Regions from separate parts of the Gasterosteus aculeatus genome. Here region 2 is linked to region 1. The links are chromatin contacts, called in public Hi-C maps. All regions are on one chromosome and are shown on one strand. Each heading gives the region's core, a stretch centred on a gene start, on an enhancer-like site or on the middle of the called end of the contact. The rest is flanking DNA. Distances are from core to core; before and after follow the strand shown. Region 1 holds the start of LOC120809505 (malonyl-CoA decarboxylase, mitochondrial). Region 2 overlaps LOC120809042 (solute carrier family 66 member 2).

Region 1 (7,698 bases), core at 2,123-4,622:
TTATGGAAAGAGGCCCTTTCACGCTGAGGAAAATGTGCTCCCTGAGTCTTGTAGCTGATGAGGATCAGTGGAAACTTAATCAGTAATTCAGTCAGTGTGCCATGAAATGACATGAGGCTAGCTGTAACAGAGAGCTGCCTGCTCCACTGCCAGTAGCGCTTTCAGGTGTCTATTCATCTCCCTGCTCCAATCAATTACACAAGCCAATGACAGATCGCTCCACATTCATTTGTCTGCTCATATGTGCATGGTAATGAACGCATCAGATATCAAGGTAAATTAATATATTCAAATGAAGATGGAGTGGCCACTGTACTCCATCTTCAAATGAATTTCATGCACGCTCTCAATGCCACTGGCCTGCACAGCAACTCGGGCCGGCATAACGTTCTGTTGATAACACACTCATGTGTGTATCCTCCAGCACATCGTGCCACGTGCCTCTCACGCTTTCTTGCCCGATTTATCACCATTGCAAGAATGTGAAGCGTTGTGCTGGAGTCGGGTCATAGGCATGTATTGTAAGAGAGCTGCTTAAACATCTATGGCAAGGTAACCGTTATTTTAAATATGACTTATGATGGGATTACAATGAAGTTCAGGCTAAACTGTAGCTCGTTAAATAACTGGTGCATCTTTATTTCAGCAGGGCTTCTTCTGTTTGTAGACAGGTCAGCTGCAGTAAATCAGTATTATAATTTCAGTTGAGCCACTCGCTCAAGTTGTTGTTTCTCAATGACTTTATAGAAGTTTGCTGGTCATCCAACAAAAGGTTTCATGGTACACTCTAAAATTACTTTTAAAGTAATTTACAACAATAAAATAAATACATACTGTAAAGAAATCACCCACTTCATTATCATCTGAAAGCATATTTATATTAACACGTTTTAAAATTAAAATCAACATGTGTGAAAATGTCTTCTTCTGCTTTTATGTAACATCAGGTGTCAGTGTGTATAGTAGTTGAGTTGCCACACACACACACACACACACACACACACACACCTGTTCCAGGTCGCATATCCCGTGGCTCCATCGTTTTCATAGTCTCTGCGCTTCTTCGGCGTCTTCGCTTTCAGTCTGGCCTTCCCGTTTTCTTTAGCCTCATTCTTTCTTGCCATCGTTCGCACGGCCCTCCGCGGGGCACAGCGAGAAATGGTTCAGCGCGACGGGTGAAACAGTTCAGTTCACAGTGCAAAACCAACCACAAGTCCCCCCCCCCCCCAAGTTAAGCTAAATTAAGCTAGCTCGTGAACGTTAGCCAACGCGACCAGAGCCGTTAATTGCGTTCATTTTAACGGTGCGGTCCATTGGCTTAAACGCGTGTTCGGGACGTTGCAGTAACACGGGAGTTTGCTGTGTTGTTGGCTCGCCACTTGTAATGCCAAGAAAAGACGAGCTAACGTTATGTATCGTAAAAATACAAACTTCTTTGGCAGTTCCCTTCAACCTTCACAGAGACGCACAGTGGAAACCTCGGGTGACCCGGATTCCTTTCGCTTGCAGTTCCTGAGTTGAATTGAGCGCGCCTCGGTGACCAGCTGCATCCTGATTGGCTGAGGGACTTCCGGGAGTTGACACATGAGCGTGATTTCGGGGGTGTTACGTCGTATTCTGTGACCCGTTCTTTCATGTCTGTCGTTGGAGTCCGTTTTCCCCTTTGGCGTTAGTTAACGCTGAAATTAACTATTAATCATTTTTGATTGGTCAGGTAATAATGGTTTTTAGGCCTACCTACATATTAATGTCACGTTTTAAAAGATTAATAAGAGTAATAATTGGAATGGTCTTGAATGGATGAGGTACAATTTATACTATAGATTGTTTTCCCTTACAGTGTCCTTTTATTGTTTATAAAGTGGCAGAAAGATCATATACATAAAAAGGGACAAAGACATTTGTCACCTTAGTTTGGCTCCTGATTAAATCCTATTTACTCCAGTTATAAGGTTTACATTACGGTAGCACATTCTACAGCTAATTGTTCTCGTATTCTCCGCAGTATTTTTTTTGTCTTACTATGGGTCTTTAATGGATCATTCTGAAACAATTTAGCAATTGTTGTTATCTTTGGAAAATTTTATTCCTACCATAATTGTGTTCTTGTCTGAGGGAAAAATCAGCATAAGACTATTACAAAATGTGTCATTATAAAAAAATATTTCAGCTTCTTGACTTAATCTATGAGGATAAAATATATTTAGCAAGAAAATAATTTATTATATATTCCTTCACTTGACAAAAAAAAAGAAATACAACAAAATATCAAAATAGGTCACTGCACCTAACAAATACAGTTTTAATATCTTTATACTTTATTCTTATAAAAAATCTTAAGTGGATGACATTATTAAGTGGTTAATATACCCAAAGTATGTCAAAAAGGAAGCAATCAACCTTTTTCAAACATAAAATGCTTGATGTTTTCACCCGGACGATGGATTCCAACAGAGAAGAAGGCTGTGACTAGGTAGTTTCCTAAATGGTAGTCTGATGCTGAACCTAATCACAACTAAGGTTACATTAACGTAGCAAAGCTTTAAAAAAGTAAAATAAGTTATTGCATGCTGCTGGTTAAACAACCGTTTACTCTATTCTCATTCAAATACATAGTAAACTAGTCACTATTAGCTAGTGAAACACACTGGCAGTTATTAGAGGACCTGAATTATTACATGTTTTATTTTCCCTCTTTTATGTTCAAAAGTGAAGTAATGAAGACGGCCTACTGGGTTTCAATTGTGGCAGCTGCCATATCAAAATATGATTTGGAGTCTCGTGACAATGAGAACATAATACTGGATTGGAAATTCACAAGACATTGTTGACAAGCTACTTACGTGATTCAAGAATAGACCTTTCTTTCCAAGAAGTAAAGTCTTATTCATCTTTGAAGCAGACTCTCACATAACGGCTACTAATAATTTGAAAGAAATCAGCAACATTCCATTATCGATCCGCTTCTTATTGTTACTCTTCATACCGGATTAAACAGCTGTGGTTTGTGGGAAAAGTATTTCAAAAAGGCTGTCATTTATATTTCAATATTATGACCAAGTTGTCATTTGCTGTGTAATTTGGAGGTTCCTGATCTTGTAATAAAACACGTCAAAATAAACAGAAAAACAAACAATGATTTATGGAGTATTTTATTGATGTACTGAGTCTGGGTGTGATTTTTAAATATATTGCATACACACATAGTCTTTTACCATCAACACTGTTATTAGTATGAGTTTTTTTTTTTAAATATACATTCATTTACTGAAGGCACACGATGTATAAAAACCTACAAAACATCGAAACATATTTATATTTAATTTGTTACATTGATAAAAGTCATGCAGCAAATTAGTAACTACTTTAAGGCTTTACAAAATGCGATGTCCCAGATATGCAGTCATTTCCATTCACACGAGGGAGCCTTTTTATGTTTTATACTGGCTGCGATGAACCTTCTTTGGGTTCACGACATGCTGCACTGTCTCTTTAAGAGACCCGGAAACGGTTCCCCGCCGTGTGATCGCGAGTCGCGTGTCCGGTGCACGTAGCTGATCATGCTATCCCTCCCCGCCAACTGGGCTTTCCGAGGCGGTGTGCGGTGCTGGCGACACCGGGCTGTGCTCAGAGGGGCTCTGAAGGCCCCGGACGTCAACGGTGTCTGTCGGTACTCGACCCCAATTCGTGGCGGTGTCGCGGGCATGGAGGACATACTGGCCAGGGTCGTTGCACCTTTGCCCACGTACGAGACGAGAGACAAGTACCCGCCTCCCCCCGAATCCAACAGCCTGGAGTTCATGCACTTCTACGCGGGTCTCGAAAAGGAGGAGAAACTCGGCTTCTTGACGAAGCTGTCGCACGACTTCGGAGTGGACCACAAAGGCATCTCCGAGCTCGCCTTGAGGCTTTTGGACGCTCAGCTACGAGACTTGGCGACCATTCTGCAAGTGGAAGACCGGCTGCGATATGGCCTGACACCCCGTTATAAGCAGCTGCTCAACCATATAAGCAGGGTCGAAGGTGGCGTGAAGTTTCTGGTGGATCTCCGAGCTGATGTGCTGGAAATGATCTCATCCAAAGCTAGCGAGACCCCGCAAATAAGGGTAATTGATTTGTTTACAATATCTACGGATGCCCGCGTGTGCCAAAGCAGCGGCGTTCGCGTTTGGAGGTTTGGCATGGCTAGCCTGAAAACAGCTGACCCTCAATGTTCCAGTTATTTAAAAGATGATATCTGTGCTATATTTAACAGCGAGCTGAGTATAGCTGCTTACACAACTCATGCCTCACTGACGCACTTGTTCTTATCAAGTGGCTCACGTTTCCTCCCAACTTGTCGCAACGACCTTTGCTCCAGATTTCCCTCCTAATCGAACTTTTGGTGCAAAATGTGTTTTTTTTTCCTCCATTGATTTGGGTGCTTTTACAAATAGACAACACGAAGCTTTAGAGCCAAATTGCAGGGCTTCCTTTTATTTATTTTGCACTGTATCCACTTACTGGAATGCTCGTTGGAAAAAAATATATACTCTTATACCAGTTTCATTGCATCACGCAGCCATGGTTCACATCCATTTCTTACCCATTATATCACAAAGCTACCCTCATTTCTTCAGTCATTCATTTTCACTCATTATTTTCAGTTCAGAACTTGTGTAGGAGGTTTAATGCACACATTGGACTTGGAGTGGAATATTTTTCACATGGCTTGTTGTCATAACTCTGTGCTCTTTGGTGCAGTTTTGTTTGAGAATATAAATGAACTCCAGGGGTTAATCTCATCTAAGACCTGCTGTAATTTACTTATTTTTTGCTTTTTACATTTAGGACGTTTTTAGTTTTTTTTTATAATCAAAGAAAAATCTGGCTTCATTTTTACCTGTTTTTTTCTGTGATATTGAGTTTCCTACATGAAGGATGCTTTGGTTTTGTAATTGGAAAACACAATTTAGCAGCTTAATTCCCCGCTGGAGAATACTCCGGGTCCTTTTTAAAGCAAGCTCAGTGATCACCATGAGAGGGGCCGTCTTTGGCTACTGATTGAAGTGAAAAAACCCTTCCCCATTTGAGATACATTTTTTGAATGTTTTGTTGGCCTTCACCATAGAGCTTTATATTATTTTGAAAGACCCTGCCTGCACCATAGCCGACGGACTTCTGGCTTTGTCTCCGACTCAATACTTATTTTCCCGCTGAGCTGTGGTTCAGAAGCATTTAATGTTAATATACGAGACCTACTGAGACCTTTTGTAGCTTTGAAAAGGTCTAAGCTACCTACAGTGTACTGAGTGCCCGGCCACCTTGGTCTTAGGGGTGCACAGCAATCATTTCTTCTCATGGCCAGAATTGATTGGGCTAAGAGGAGAAAAAGGTTGTGGTAAATCTAAAGCTTTTAGTACATGTATTGATACTAAGTGCATTCCAGGGGAGAGCACTTGCTGTCCATAATGGATCGGATAATCCTAGTGCCACAAAAACATGGCGGAGGGGTTATATAATTTCTGAAATATTTCTGATGTTTCTTCTTATATATAAATATAATTTCATTTAACATGGTTATTTATAATTATTTGAATTCAAAGACCTTTTCTTATTAATGTCCCTGACAACAGAACGCGCATACTTGGGCCCAAACTAACGTTGCCCCTGGGTGAGTCTATTTAAGGATGCTGATTGGCTAAAAATTGTTTATTTGATCAGCAATTGGTGCAAAGTGCTCCTTAGACCTGCCTGAAGACGGGACGTGCGACGACGGGCAATTGGCCAGCCGTCACTTGTTCATCTTTCCACAAACAGCGGATGAAAGATGTGAATAAAAGTCCGGTGCATCGTTTTGGATTCCACACAGCTTAAGTGAGGCTATTCTTTTTTTTTTTTTGGCCTGACAAGTGGCACGCAGCCTACTGGAGGACAAGTATTGGCGCGCTGTGAGTTTGACCTGTAAGCCCTTTGGCTTATAACTGCGGCTCGCTGCATTTCTGCTGCCCCACTGCCAAAAGAACGCAGACTCTTTCTAATGGAGTGCAGGATCAGTCTTTTCCCTTCTGTTTGGTTTTCCGTTTCTGTCCTAACCTCAGGCTTTTTGATTCGAGACCCGTACACGTCAGAAGACTACGTCTTCCGCTAGGTCAATGAAATACACATCTCGGTCGGGCCTTTCTTCTGAGTGGGAGAGAATTGGCCAGCGGCTGCACTCTCGTGGGTTGTTTATCCGCCGCGTTTTCCCACAGAAATGCGCCGCTGGGATTACTGGCTGTTTTTCATAGATTATTTCACTTCTGGCAGTTTGTGAGGTAAAAAAGGAACTCCGATACACACATATTCACAACAAGCAGCAATGTGTCTCAAACTTTTGATTGGCTCCTTGCAGTTTTCCAGCGGGAGACCTGTGAACCACAGAGCTGCATAATGCAGTGTTTAATGCGTGTATGTGGGGAATACTTTGATAGTGGCTCGCAGAGGATCGCAGCCAGTGGCTTTTACACCATGACGGTAATGGAGCTTGATTATATTAGCCATTGTTATGACTGACAAGCTGTTATTAAAGGGATGCAAGGAATCTGCCAATATAAGCTGTATTTATGTGCCTGAGTGTGTTTGCTTGGCTGCGGCACGTCCGCTTGTTTGTGTGTTTGCAAGAGATTTGCTTTAAATGAAGTCTGACCTTCGCGGGACGACGGGCCTGCTTTGAAATGGCAAGTTGTTTATTGGGGTGCCTCGTCTCTACCCGTCGCAAGCTCAAAAATAGCACCACTCATGATGTTAAAACGTCCTAACCGCTTACAAGCGTCTACAGGGCCGTACGCCTCAACACACTGTGAATGAAAGCGGCCTGGAATTGTTTACAGCCAACAGACAAACTCGAGCGAGCTGGAAGCCAGTCAATAAAGTTCTCTCAATAAAAATGTCTAAGGCCCGTGAGGACTGTTCATCCACCGCTTTTTATCGTCCTGTAAAAGTTGTAATTTTTAATGAAAACACTTCTGGTGTCTCTCCTTCACGAAATATACAGGAATAACCCCCCAAAAATCCCCCATAGCAAAGTAAAAGCTAATGTAGTGGAGAGCATAATGTTCCTTTCCACATGAATCAGATTATTGTTTTATTTTACCAATGTACCATTCAGCTTTCATTTTCCTGAAGGACAGGCGCCTGCGCTGCCCATCAAAGGAAGGAACGTGGTGAATATTCAATAATCCTCCCTGGTTGTGGATGTAAACTCAACTTTTTTTTTTTCTTTTTCCTCCGCCAGGACCTGAACGGCACACTGAAGAGCCTTCTGTCCGAGTGGTTCTCTGTGGGTCTGCTTCGACTGGAGAGGATCACCTGGCAGTCTCCCTGTGACATCCTACAGAGGATCAGCCAGTAAGCAGCTTTCCCCTCCTTCTGTTATCACAGTCTCTTGAGTCATACAGTTGTGCAGCAATGCAAAACCCCGCCCTCTGAACACAGATTCTCCAATCACAGCTCAACAAACATAGTTAGAGCGCTGCTGGGATACTGTTTTTTTTGGTTGTAGGTACAGGCAGGGTTTTCTAATATTAAACATGGACAAAATGTGAGATCCAACTCCTATCACAGCCATAAAGGGCACATTCAAGTCACACCAGCTGGAAACGTCATAAAGTCAGTTTCTCTATGAGCCAAAAATGACAAATAATTTCAAGTGCCCCCGATATCGCTGTCAAGTGCACA
Region 2 (7,652 bases), core at 3,781-6,280, 36 kb before region 1:
ACAGTATCAATGTCAGCTCAATATTACAATATTTTCAAATGACAGCCGAGCTCAGTTTTCTCAGTTTTACCACTGCCTCTATGACAACAACTGCCACCCGATTCATGTGACTAGTGGCCCTTTGCTGCATATATACATTTGAGTGCACTGACACCGTGGTAGTAGAGAGCCACGTACATATCAGATGTCTGCACATAACTCAGAGAACATTTTAACATTTGAATGAATAAGTCATGACTTTTGATAGAACTTTAGAACTATTTAGCTACAATAGATTTGAACCGATATGATAAAAAGCTCATGCATATTTCATCTATTTATCCCTTTTTTTGTTCCACTTAGCACGTCTTGTTAATTAGCTAATTAAATAACAATTAAAAAACAGAAAAGGATAAAAACTATTATTAGAAAAATAGTGTTTTTTGGCCACACTCGGGCTGTTTGCAGCCGATAATAATCATCATTCGGCAACACATTTTCCTCCAAGCTTCTGCCCCAGGAGCACTTGTGAAAATGGGCGGCTTCGACCTTGCAAGTCAACCATGGCTGTGTTTTCCACAACTGATTGCCTCCTCGCTGAGTGTATATCCGTGTTCCTTCTACCCTCTTGACCCAGACGAGGCTTAACTAACAAACTCTACCGGCGTTAATGACAAACAACAACAATTCCGTGGCCGCCCGACCTTTGCGATGTATTCATGTGTTCCACATCCCTACCTGTTTCATCACACAACATAAAGAGCAGGATAACACGCTCCCTCGCCGACAGGGACATCACACGCATGGCGGGAGCCACTTCAGTGGCCCTTTGCCAGTCAGACAGTCAGAAAAGGTCCATTCAGTCTATTCAGACCTTTTCTTGTAAGCGTGTGCCAGGTGAAGATGTTCACGACAGGAAGATTGACGGCCGCCTCCTGCGCCCTTTTGTGCGTATGATGACAGAATACGATCTATCAGTACATGACTTATTCACACCTAACAACATTTATTTTTCAGGTTCAGGTCCATTGACAGTTCTGGCATACTGTCAAACACACCCAGCGCCACCTTGCATTCATTCGCGCTCCGGCGCCTCCATCTACTTGGGTCCCTTAAAGTCGTTGGCAGGAGTCTGCAGCTCTGCGACAAATGAGGGAGTCAGTAAACCTTCAGGATGCACCGCCGGCCCCAAAAAACAGCTCCATCAAGTCGAGTTCAAGGCCCAGCTGTCTATATGTGTTTGCTTGTGTCCTTTCAGAGGCTGGTATGAGGCTAAGCCATAATCCAAAATAATATGAATTGTAGTGTAATCACACCAGGACTATGCAATCATTCAATGTGATTGGATTCTATTTTCTATTGACTTAAAATCAAATTCAAAATTCACAAAATGAGTTGTTGTATTTATTTGTTTGAGAAACTGACTTAATAAACTGTATAACAGCAGAACATTTTATGATACATTACATAGATAAATAGCAGGGCTGTCAACATTAATGCATTCATCTATGCGATTAATGTGGCCTAGATTAATGCAACAAAATATTTTAACGTAGTTTCCGGAAGTTGAAACGAAACTGCAGTTAGTTACATCAAGATGGAGAGAGCTTTTTGCATTGGAAGTAAAACAAACAATGTTGCGACATACAGCGGAGAACTGTGCAGAGGAATTACGCCACGTGTCAAACAGAAAGGAGGTGGGTGGCAAACGACCACTTAAAGCACTGCTATGTTAAGCTAGCTGCTAGGCTAAGCTAGCTGTTCTGCTACTACCATCTCAACATCTAACGTTACCCTGCGCGGCACACAGTCTGCAGAGGACCACCACTGTGTCCCTAAAAGACCGTGGTTTGAAAACGTTCTGGCTAAATGTGGGGAGATTGTTGGCACAAACACAGCCGTTAAATGATGGAGAGTTGAGAGCAAAGTGCACGAGGACAACAGGAAGAGTCGCTAGTTCAACATGTTCCACCTGGTGGAATTCTGCCTCCAAGATGATCAAATGTGTGTAGTTTTGTGTTATAATAACATTGACATTACAACGTCTAAAATACACGCTTTTTAATCTATTGACAGCCCTAATAATTAGTAATATGTGTTATATAGTAAATGGTTGATGTGGCACAGTGTTTATTGCGTGTTGCTGTTATTATTATTATTAATTAATATGGCATATTGATGTCGGAAAGACATTTTGATGTTAAAAACGTATTAATACCTTGATTCCAATGGTATCTCCATGCTCTGCGTCCGCAAATGTCCCTACTACAGATTTCTTTCGTCTCTCTTCATTTCTGTCTCCCACGCTCTACTCAAGGTTGGACACCAGTCGCCCACACACAAAGTGCACAAGTTACGTAAATAAAAGAAAACACAAGAGAGATCCTATCTGGACAGACAAAGTGGATCCGACCGGAGGATAAGAAGACCTGATCTGAAACCTAAGAAGGAACAAATAGGAACACTGAGATTAACTGCTGGAGCTTCATGCTGCCATGGAGACTCCATGCCATTTCTCACAGCCCCTCAAACTTCACACTCTCTTGCCACATTTCTCTCTTTGGATTTGGCAAATTGACATGATAAAGTGTCCACTATATCTACTCAAGTAGACATTGACACACAGACCTGTGACGCTTTACAACACAGCGGGACCCTTTTGACCCCTAGAAGACGTCTGCTCTCTGCTTGTCTCTGGAGCTCTGTTTGTGTGCGTCCCTCTCACGACTCGTCCATCGCCGCCCCTCCTCCCTGTTCTGTAAGCTCCATGAAAAGAAAATCAAAAGGTAAACAAAGTACTTTGTTGTTGTTGTCCTATGGATTGTCCTGATTGCGAGCCGTATAAGACTCTGTATCTTGCTACACCGCTAAAAGTCTCAAATGAGTTGAGTCTGTAGGTGAAAACCTCCGTGTTGCCTCGATGAAGTTTTCTTGCCCGTCTTGCTCCGAATTCAAAGTTTGACATTTAAGTCTGGCTCGTCCCGCTTCATGTGTTTTTTAAAGGTTGTGATGATTGAGCAGATGTTTTCCTATTAGGGTTGTTGGTTTACGAGCTGTTATCTATTAACACCAAACACCAAAGCTTTAATCTCTGTCAGCAACGACATAGAGGACACGTAGTCACAGTGCCACCAATTTTTACCTCTTATTTATTAATAATTCTGTTCTGAGACTTAAAAGACGTCGACAGGCAGACTCTCATTTTTATTAGCGCTTTCATACCAGTGTCGGCAGCTCGTGCTGACAGACTCGTGTTGTGAACGCACGTTTGATACCAGACATCAGAGCACCGAAGCTCGAGCTGAAAGTGAGCAGGAAAGGCCAACTTTCATTGCTGCAACTACATGACCCAATGCGCCGCCTCACCACGTGCGCAGGGACACATCCTGTATCGTTCTAGCTCTACTCCAGAACGATCAACGAAAAAAGGACTCATATTTTCTACTTTTAGGCATTAGGACATTGGATAGCATGCTGCGTTATCATATCATACAACCTAATTGCTCCATTCAGCCGCGTTACCCAACGCTTGTTGGGTAACGCGGCGTGATCCATTTCACCAACCGAGTGTCCCATGTGGGCTCAACACTGGGCGATGAGTGTGTCCGGAACGAAGAAGCTTTGTGGTACTGTGGTGTAGTCTCTCATAGGATGTGAACACGAACACACACACACACACACACACAAACACACACACACTTCATCCTCAGGGTAGAATTACACTAACACGTAGTCAGAGCAATTACAGCGGAGCTTCATCAAAAGATTAGATATATGGTCCATTGACCTCACAACTGCAGCTGCACTTTCCTTCACCCGCTTGTGTGTATGGTCACCACATGGAGACAATGTCCATGTACATTTATCGTTTAATACAATAAATTAATTGTCTTTCTTTGTCTTCTAGTATTGCATTTACATTCTCTACACAGTGGAGACAGAGAAGCCAAGGCTAACACAATATTCTACAAATAAGTTACTTCTCCTTTTCAAATTACGCACATGTAAAAGACGGGTTGCTTGACGCGTTGCATTTGTGCATCGGATCAATTCCTTCATTCTCACTCTGTCAAGGACAAACTTTCTCTCACATCCACTGTCTCACTTTTACACAAAAATGACACAAATCCAACAAAAAATGTCAGTGTGACCCTGATTGATGTTTCACACAGTGACGAATATCCTGAACAACAGGGGCCGGGCCTGTCTGGCGCTGTTAGAAATGTATAAAAAAAAACTCAGAATGATCAAATAATGACGGTCAATATTTCGCCACTTTTCCCAAGACACGACTAGACACGTCTTAACACAAATTACATTTTTTCTCCAGACCAGTCTTTCAGTGATTGTTTTCACGACATGATGCTGCCGGCTACGAAGTTGCGTCAGTGTCCACTTCGTTGCTTCAGCGGGTCCGAGACCACGGGGTAGAAATGAAGAAAGATGTATGAGGCTGGGGAGAGAATGAGCGAAGTTTAGGAGGGACAAGAGAAAGAGACGGTCCGCTGCAGAGCTGTTTCTGCTGCTTCAGTACTCAGGAACCTCTGGGGGGACAAACAGGGATTGTCCCCTGTGAGAGTTCATCGGATACTCCTCCTAGTCAACAGAGGCAGGAACACAATCCTCTGAAGAGCTTTGGTTAAATTGGGAACTCAGGGTGGACTGCTGCAAGTTGTTCAAAGAAATTAATAAACAATTCCCAACACAAATAAATCTGTGTTACTGATTATTGCTCTACCCTAATCTGAAGGGAGAGACCATCTGATAGTGATTCATAACATTATGGCCAATGTGCTGCTGATTTATTGCTTGCAAAGATAACAATTTAGAACTTAAAGTAACTTAATTATTGTGGGTATCCACAATGCCTCATAGGATTAGTCCAACAGCAGTGATGATTAAAAACGGTTAATCATATCCCACATGAGCTTGTCTCTTTTTTGGCTCCTATTATCTTGGTTGCTTGTTGAAAAACCTGCTTTGTGTGTGTGTGTGTGTGTGTGTGTGTGTTTGGGTTTGAGGAGAGTCCTGCAGGCAGTGATGTTCTCAGGAAGCACAGAGGGACGCGTTGGAGACGAGTCAGAGAAGTCTGCATAAGTCTGGCGTCTCATGGACAGCGCGGTGCCCGGGGCGCATCTTCACCTCCAATTAGAAAGCCGCCCCCCCGCCTGCTACAGCCAGTTCTACCCACTGCGCTGCAAGGTCCTGTTCCTCTGCTAGATGGATCAGACAAGAATACTTCTATAAAAGCATCCGTTTTATTATCATAGCCAGAGACTGTCTGATGACGACAGAGGTAGACTTAAAACACCCCCCTTAGATCATGTACATCTTTTGCCTCTGAAATAAGAAGATTTTAAATGAAGATTTTGGATGTTTATTTTATTGCATATTTGCTTTGAGTAAATGTTGAACAATGTGCGACAAAAAGAGAGCAGAAAGCCGCCCGAGAGTGGAGTCTGTCTCATTCGGGGTTTTACACAATGAGGGAATAATGAGCTCAAGCCTCTGAGGGACCTGTTTACGAGGCACATTAGTCCTTGACAGTCAAGGACTAATGTGCATTACCCCTCAAAGTATCGCATGAGTCTAGTTCGCTGGAGGACTTTCCCATGTGGTATTGCAGCGCCCCAATAACGAAACTACAGGCGAATGACTTTCCCCAATAGGGGTCATGCACTTTGGGAATTTGTGTTTAATGAGGTTCTCGGTGTGCGGCTTTAGTAAAGCAGCTGTTCGTGGCTGCAGTCTGTCTCCACGCTGCACAGGGCAGCTGGCTGGAGCAAAGAGGCCATCAAATGTGGAGGGAAAAGAGGGGAGGAAACAGCGAGCCGGACCACAGAGAAGCAGCGATTCCATTTACCCTCCGCATGAGAGAAGCGTTGTCACAATTCCAAATGCACCAGCAGCCAAGGCAAACCACAAGAGCAAGCTAGTCTCCCGCATCACCTGAAAGGGTGCCATGCCAGTGAGCACATGGAGCATGTGAAAGCCTCATCCAACGCTACGATATTATTGTAGTATCGCTAATTCCAAACAACAGTAAAACCTGTTCTCATTCGTGTTTGCTGCCACATAAAACATGAGGATATCTATTATTGCTTTTATCTTATCAATCTATTTACTATGTTACTGACTTGACGTTAAATATCATGTAGTTAAACCCTAAATAGCATCATTAAGTGACAGGATTCACACCGCTCTTTTTGCGCTGTCATCATTTGAAATGTGATATTTGGTGGATTTGAACTGTTTGATGATACTATTTTGGGCTTTGGGCATTTAGCAGCATTATGGGGCGGGAGGGGTGTCATTGTTTGGACCGGCGGGTTTGTGGTTGCTGTGGCTTGTCAGACTAAACAGACAGCCCATCGCCAGGGAGAACACGCTCAGGGTGCCTTTCATCGACTTAACGGGCACTCAGAAGGTATTGACATCGTGTTATCGGGCATCTAGCCCACCTGGTTTATGGATGTCTTTATACACATGACAGAAACACACTCACACAATCCGGTACACACACACACACACACACACACACACACACACACACACACACACACACACACACACACACAGAGTAAAACAGCTGTGCAGCATGCGCTAAGGCGACCTACTGTAAATGACAGATGGGTACACACAGCCTTTCCACACACGCACCTGTCGGGTTGTACAGCGGAGATGGACGGTGATAGATGGCGTCTTCCCGTCACATCGTCTCTCTAGTGCCAATCTAATGAGGCAGCGCACCCTCCTGACTGACACAACCAGTTCGGGCGGGACCAAAGTTCAGGATTACTAACCCACATCCATAAATAACCACCAGGTATCGGAGCAGACCCTCATCTTTGATTAGGGCAAAATCATTTTCTGTAAAACAGGCGCCGCTATGAAACTGACTGTGCATGTAGACTGACAAGGTTAAAGGATGAGTGGGAAGAGGGTTCCATCAAGGGCTGTCTGAACCGACCCACGCGGCCCTGAGAAGAGGTCTAATACGGGGGAACGGGTGGTCTGCAGTGGGCACGGAAGGGCTTCATAAAATCAGCTTTATTTACCATAGAAGGTTCTACAATCGGTGCATTCAAAAAAAGAAAAAGGAGTGTCACTCACCAGCACGCCAGCGGTCCCACTGCCAAGCGTGTCAAACCCTGAAGAGACACACCAGGCCAAAATAATGACTGTGAGAAACTGCTCTCCACATCCAAAAGATGGCTGCAAAACTTGGTGGTTGTAGAACAGTGTTTTTAAATTGCGTCTCCTGGGGAAGCCGCCGTGAAAACTATTAGAGCATAAGCACCATCTTGACAAATACTCTTCTGAGGCATGTTATATTATTCCCACACATTCTGGCCAAGTAAATCAAAACGCCTGAATGCTAATAAAGCAACTGGCGCCTACCTCACTTCATTTGACTTAATTAAATCGTTATCGGGGGTTCAATTAGACTATTGACGTCGACAGTAAGGACCTATCCGTGTGCTGTAGGGCAGTGGTCCCCAACCTTTTTGTACCTCACGGACCATTTTAATGTCAGAAAATATTTCGCGGACTGGTCGAGAAGGTCCGGCGGAATAACGGGGGGGTAGTAGTCGTTGCGGGCGGAACGAACGACGGGAGGGGGTGTAGTAGTCGCGCGCTCTGTGTTCGCTGGTGGGCGAAACTGCCGTGCA

Evidence for each region. Hi-C and Micro-C count contacts between places; a contact is called where the count stands out from the background.
Region 2: a Hi-C map of tail fin shows a contact between it and region 1, with 1.6 times the contacts expected there. The contact joins the enhancer-like site here to the promoter of LOC120809505 in region 1. A contact is called at or near these places in 2 of 6 Hi-C or Micro-C datasets (skeletal muscle and tail fin).

What each region holds. Positions count from the first base shown.
Region 1 is chrX:6,749,057-6,756,754 of fGasAcu3.hap1.1, reverse strand. It overlaps LOC120809505 (malonyl-CoA decarboxylase, mitochondrial), which reads left to right and starts at 3,372. Exons shown (of 5, transcript XM_040163353.2): 1 at 3,372-4,106; 2 at 7,256-7,368. The coding sequence starts at 3,561. It overlaps LOC120809041 (DNA topoisomerase 1), which reads right to left and starts at 1,596. Exons shown (of 18, transcript XR_013451063.1): 1 at 1,009-1,596.
Region 2 is chrX:6,786,494-6,794,145 of fGasAcu3.hap1.1, reverse strand. The region is part of intron 3 of LOC120809042 (solute carrier family 66 member 2); the gene reads right to left. Among protein-coding and RNA genes, the nearest start is that of LOC120809042, 11 kb to the right of the region's middle. Within about 2 kb of position 5,030, at least 1 of the 9 cell types and tissues checked has open chromatin away from gene starts, as enhancers often do.